2 separate regions of the Mus musculus genome follow, and region 1 is linked to region 2. Evidence: chromatin contacts called from public targeted proximity ligation data. All regions are on one chromosome and are shown on one strand. The core of a region is the stretch at or near the end of the contact, and the rest is flanking DNA. Distances in the headings are between cores, read along the strand shown. Region 1 holds the start of Syvn1 (synovial apoptosis inhibitor 1, synoviolin). Region 2 holds the start of Tsga10ip (testis specific 10 interacting protein).

What was found.
Region 1: a contact with region 2 is called in a targeted proximity ligation map of thymic regulatory T cells, with 3 times the contacts expected there. A contact is called at or near these places in 1 of 39 promoter capture datasets (hippocampal neurons) and 4 of 130 datasets of targeted methods (bone marrow-derived macrophages, double positive thymocytes, embryonic midbrain and 1 more).

The regions. Positions count from the first base shown.
Region 1 is chr19:6,045,261-6,047,960 of GRCm38.p6, forward strand. Syvn1 (synovial apoptosis inhibitor 1, synoviolin) reads left to right here and starts at 1,316. Exons shown (of 16, transcript NM_028769.5): 1 at 1,316-1,868; 2 at 2,657-2,700. The coding sequence starts at 2,674.
Region 2 is chr19:5,401,120-5,403,931 of GRCm38.p6, forward strand. Tsga10ip (testis specific 10 interacting protein) reads right to left here and starts at 1,387. Exons shown (of 8, transcript NM_001373978.1): 1 at 1,213-1,387; 2 at 1-40. The coding sequence starts at 1,341.

The DNA.
Region 1 (2,700 bases), core at 66-2,565, 640 kb after region 2:
TAGGATCAGAGGAAATGTGGCAAGAAAAAAGGCCAACATGGACACAGAACTTAAATAAAAACAGACAGAGGAAGTAAGACAGATATATACCTGGGGGAGAGGAGGGATTGCCACAAAATGTAGGAGATTTTCAAGAATGGGGGAGGATGAGTGTGTAGGGTTAAAGGTAGCCAGTAGAAGTTCATAGCTAGCCTTATGGAGGAAGGAAAGGGGAGCCATCTCGGGATGTTAACTGTTAAAGACAACAGGTGGTGGTGAAGATGGCTGAGACCAAGAGCACAGGGCTGAGGGGCAGACAGGCACTGACACTGCTACCCTTTAATACAGTTCCTCCTGTTGTGATCCCCAACCATAATTACTTCGTTGCTACTTCATAACTGTAATTTTGCTAGTTATGAATTGTAAGTAAACGTCTGATATGCAGGATATCTCATTTGTGACCCCTGTGTAACGGTTTGATTCCCAAAGGGCTTACGACTCACAGGTTGAGAGCCAGCCACTGCCTTAAAGTCGTCTAGAATCAGTTTTCTTTCTTTTTTGACAGACAAGATGTTTAATTCCGTTGTACTGAAGGAAAGCCATTTTATGTATTTTTCTTAAGTGCTCTATCAGTAATGACAATTCTGAAAGCCCCTGTGTTATATTTTAACAACACAGTCACCTCCGGTTCTGTATTCACTGTCCGTGTTGTGACTCCCACAGTATAAATTCCTCCAGTTGATCTTCATGAATTCTTATATTTGATCCCCCCCCCCCTTAGGCCTCTGAATTCCGAGTGAGTCCGAGTTAAAAATGGGAGGAGCACCCTCTAGCTGATAAACCTGGGTAATGAGGTGTCCGCTTTCAGTTTCCATTCTGTACGCGACTATACTGCTTGTGTGAGCCCTAACAGACAGAATCAGCTCAGAACAAAGGGTCTGGCTATCTCCCAGGGATGAACACGCACGCCGACTGAGCTTTTGGGGTGTTGAAAAGTCAACGCCTTCGCACAGAACTCTCCACCCCAACCTAGAAATAACTGGCGTTCTGTTTTATGTCAGTCCGGACACGCAAGCACTGCTCCTTTTGCGGGCCCCGTAAGCATCCCCCCAGGCGGGATAGGGATCCCCGGCCTATGGACTGCGCTTTCTCAGCTGGCATCCAGCTGCCTTGGCACCCAGTCCGGGGCCACTCTGCCTACAGACCCTAGCAACCACTCACCTGCTTTTCTTTCCCTATAGGCCAGAAATTTTTCCTTTCTTTTCTCATTGGTCCGCGTAACTTTATCGCAACCAATCGGCGGTAGCCACGGGAACAAACTCACTCCTACACAACCTGCGTTGGGGGGAGGTAACCTGGGAAGACCTATATCTGTTTTCTGCACCGCTATTTTTTTCCGAGAAGCACTTAACTTCTTACCGTGTCGTAGCTATCCCTGGAATGAGGCGCTTACACATTTTATTTCTTTCATGCCTGACATAAAGTCTGGCCCTTGCTCGCTCCTGCCCCCCGTCCAAATGGCTCGGCCCGCGGAACGCCCCATCTTCCAGGCACATTGAGAGCCGGAGTCTTGGAGGAGTTTAGGGTGGTGATTCTACAACGGCGACTAGCAAGTGGCGGGCTTCAGCCCTTTCCCGCTGCTCTCCTGGTCGCGACCACACGTCACAGCTCTCGCTCGTTCCGGTTGCTCGCGCACGGGCCCCAGAAGCGCAGGCGAGATCGGAGCGCGCAAAGAGAACTTGGTACGGTCCACTCCGCCGCGCCCCGCGCCGCCGGAAGTGAGGTGTCTTACCCCCGAAGTTCCGGTTCGCAGGGGGTGGGGAGTGTTGTTAACCGGAGCGGCTGCCGCAGTCGCGGTGATTGAGCGTGCTCGCGGCGCTGGGCTCCTGGTGAGTGGGCCTGGTCCTGATTGGGGTTGGGGGGTCGGCGTCTAGGACCTTGTCCTTTGGGGTCACTGCGATCAGCCCGCCCCGCTGCGTTCGGCCGCCAGTTTTCGGCCTGTCAGATGGCTGGAGACCTTAGGCGGCGGCGCGGCCACCGTTCCAGAGGCCGGGCCCCGCCTGCGAGGTTCGCAACTCCTAGCGTTCACAGGTGCGCGACTGTGAGGCGACCTGACTGGTTCTCAGCCCCGCCGCCGCACCCTGGCGGTCGGCCGTTTCTCCGGTTCTCAGAGTGGACACTGCTGGGGGCGGGGGGGGGGGCAGGGTTCCAGACTGACGTACCCCGATGGGCGCGCGTCTGCGCTGACCACCCTGGCACAGCTGTCACTGGTTGTGTCGCCTTCTCAAGCTGTGCCCTCTGCACCTTGCCTCCTCCACCCCTGGCGGGCCCAGCGAACCTGCCTCTAAAGCCTATCATCCCAGCTCCTTCAGAGGGTCAGCGGTGGCAGCCCCCCTCCTCCTAACTTTGCCTCAGTGACTCCCTAGAGGAGGCGCCTTGGCAGACAGCGTGGAAGAGCCCTAGATTTGAAACGAGATTGATCCAAGTTCTAGGCCTTGCATCAGTGTGAGCCTCTAACCCCTTTGAGTCCTAGTTTCTCGTTTGTGAAACAGGGAGTATATGCTGTTTTGAATCTAATGGCTGTCAAGGTGAAATGAGTGTTTGCCCTTACACTCTGCCAGGGACTGTGCTAGGTTTACATAGTGTGGATATCACAAATGTCATTTTCCTTGTGCAGGTCTCTGGGCCAGGGCGATGTTCCGCACCGCAGTGATGATGGCG
Region 2 (2,812 bases), core at 137-2,636:
AGCTCTGACTCTGGAGACTGTCACCACTCCCAAGGCACCTCTGGGCAGGGACAGGGAAGAGGGGAGCTCTGACTAGCCTCCCATATGGTGCTTCCTCTTCAGGTTCACCTCCCAGGGGCTTCCTCTCTGTCTAGACTGTGCTGTGGCTGCCTATAACCTTCTCTGATCATTCACTACCTCTTCTGTTAAGACAGCACAAGCTGGACTGGAGAGATGGCTCAGTGGGTAAAAGCACCCGACTGCTCTTCCAAAGGTCCGGAGTTCAAATCCCACCAACCACATGGTGGCTCACAACCATCTGTAATGAGATCTGACGCCCTCTTCTGGAGTGTCTGAAGACAGCTACAATGTACTTACATATAATAAATATTAAATATTTAAAAATAATATAATAAATATTAAAATATTTATAAATATTATTAGTTTTTGTTGTCTTGTTGAGATGGTGTCTTGTGTAGCTGAGGACGGTCTCAAGCTCACTGTATAGCTGAAGATAGCTTTGTTTTGAGATGGTGCTTTTCTGTGGAGCCCTAACTGTCCTGGAACTCACTCTGTAGACTCGGCCTCCAACTCAGAGGCCAACCTGCCTGGGATTAAAGTTATGTGCCACCATGGCTTGGCTGATGATAGCTTTGAACTACTGATCCTCCTGCCTCTGTGTCCCAAGTGTTGGGATGACAGGCTGCACCAGCATGCCTGGTTTGGACTTCTTTAAATTTTAGAAAAATATCGGGGTGTGATGACACACAGCTGTAACCCCAGATACGCAGGAAGCAGAGAGGGGAGGACTGTGAGCTCCAGGACAGCCCAGATCAGGTAATTTGGTAGGAGACTGCCCAACAAGCCATCCACTGCTGGCACCCCAAAACACCAAGCCACACCACCCACAACAAAAGCTCACATTTTTCTGGATGTCACCCAGGGCTCTGGACTTAGTGCTGAGGAAGTGACAAGTTCCTTAGTGGAAGGAAGGAAGGAAGGAAGGAAGGAAGGAAGGAAGGGTTTTTATTTCCCTAAACTCCTTTCCTCCCTGCAGTGTTCCCAAACTGCTCCATCTGTCCTCTGTGGTCCTTGTCCCAGGCATTCCCAACTGTTACCAGGACCTGAGCTCCAGTCTTACGTTTCCTCAAGAGCCTTAGCCAGGGCTGACCTCTTCTGGCCTAAGATGCCAATGGGCGGTTGAAGCTCCCCAACTGGGCCTGCCTCCCTCACCTGGTCCTCCGGAGAGATGCTTGATAGAAGTCTGAACAGCCCTGTAGATGTCCCTGGAACCAAGGGCTCTGTACTCTGCCTTGGTCTCTCCGATAAGGCCCTAACCAACAGTTGGTCAGTGTTTAGCATATTGGCATGTTGCCCTCTCCCACCCCTACCTGCCAGCTCTGGAACTGCCCTCTCTGCCATCTCCATGACAACCAGGCTGTGACCGGTCTGAATGATTCCAGCAAAAAGTACTCGGTAGCGATCAGCCAGAGTTCTGCTGGTCTCCTTTACGAGACTGTGTTCAACAGCGCCCAGAACTGCCTTGGGCCTTGCCTCTGCCCCTGCAACCTGACCTGGTATAAGCTCCCTACTTCTCTAGGCCTATGTTTATCCATCTGCTTTTGAAGGGATATCAGAACTTGTCACCTCAAAGGGCCCTCAGGTCCTGTGAAAATGCCCCATTGCTGCACAAGGCAGGCCATGGCCTTCTGGCCGCAGGATACTGTGTCCCTCAGAGAGGCAGCAAGCCCCTCAACCTGAGAATGACAGAACTTCAGCCATACTTGTTTCCTGAGCCTAATGGTGTATATTTATACATTGACTGGCTTTGTTTTGAGCATTTTGTTTTGCTTATTTTAGACAGTGTCTCACATGTAGCCTAAAAAAATTAAAAATTAAAAAATAAAACAAAAACAAAAACAAAACATGCTGGGCAGTGGTGGCACACACCTTTAATCCCAGCACTCGGGAGGCAGAGGCAGGCAGATTTCTGAGTTCGAGGCCAGCCTGGTCTGCAGAGTAAGTTCCAGGACAGCCAGGGCTACACAGAGAAACCCTGACTCAAAAAATCAAAAACCAACACAAAAACATGTAGCCTAGCTAGCTGGCCTGAAAGTCACTGTATAGGCCAGGCCGTCCTTGAACATACCGTCCTCTGCTTTTCCTCTGCTTCAAGAGAGCACTGGGATTAAAGGCGTGCGCCACCACACCCAGCTGGCATGTACATATTTTAAACCTCTCTAGCCATGTAAGGGCCCATTGGATCTGAGAACTCCTGGTTCACTTCATAATTGGGGGAGCACATGATGAGTGGTTGGAAGTTGCCACTGAGCCACTAGGCTTAAAGGGAAGAAGAACATAGGATTACCGAATAGCCGCTGGGCAAAATACAATTTTAAATTTCAATTAAAATAAAAATTTCAAATACAATAAAGTTCAAAATATGATTTAATTTTCAATTAAAAGAATAAGCCTGGGTCTGGAGAGATGGCTTAGCAGTTGAGAACACTGACTGTTCTTCCAGAGATCCTGAGTTCAATTCCCAGAAATTACATGGTGGCTCACTACCATCCATAATGGGATCGGATGCCCTCTTCTGGTGTGTCTGAGGACAGCTGCAGTATATATATGAAAGAAAGGAAGGAAGAGAGAAAGAAAAGAAAAAAGAATAAGCCTGTCATTTTACTGTTTCTATTGCTACAATAAAACACCATGACCAAACAGCAAGTTGGGTGGGGGAAGAGTTTGCTTGGATACATAGTTCATCATCCAAGAAATTCGGGATAGGAACTCAAGCAGGCCAGGAACCTGATGGCAGGAGCTGATGCAGAGT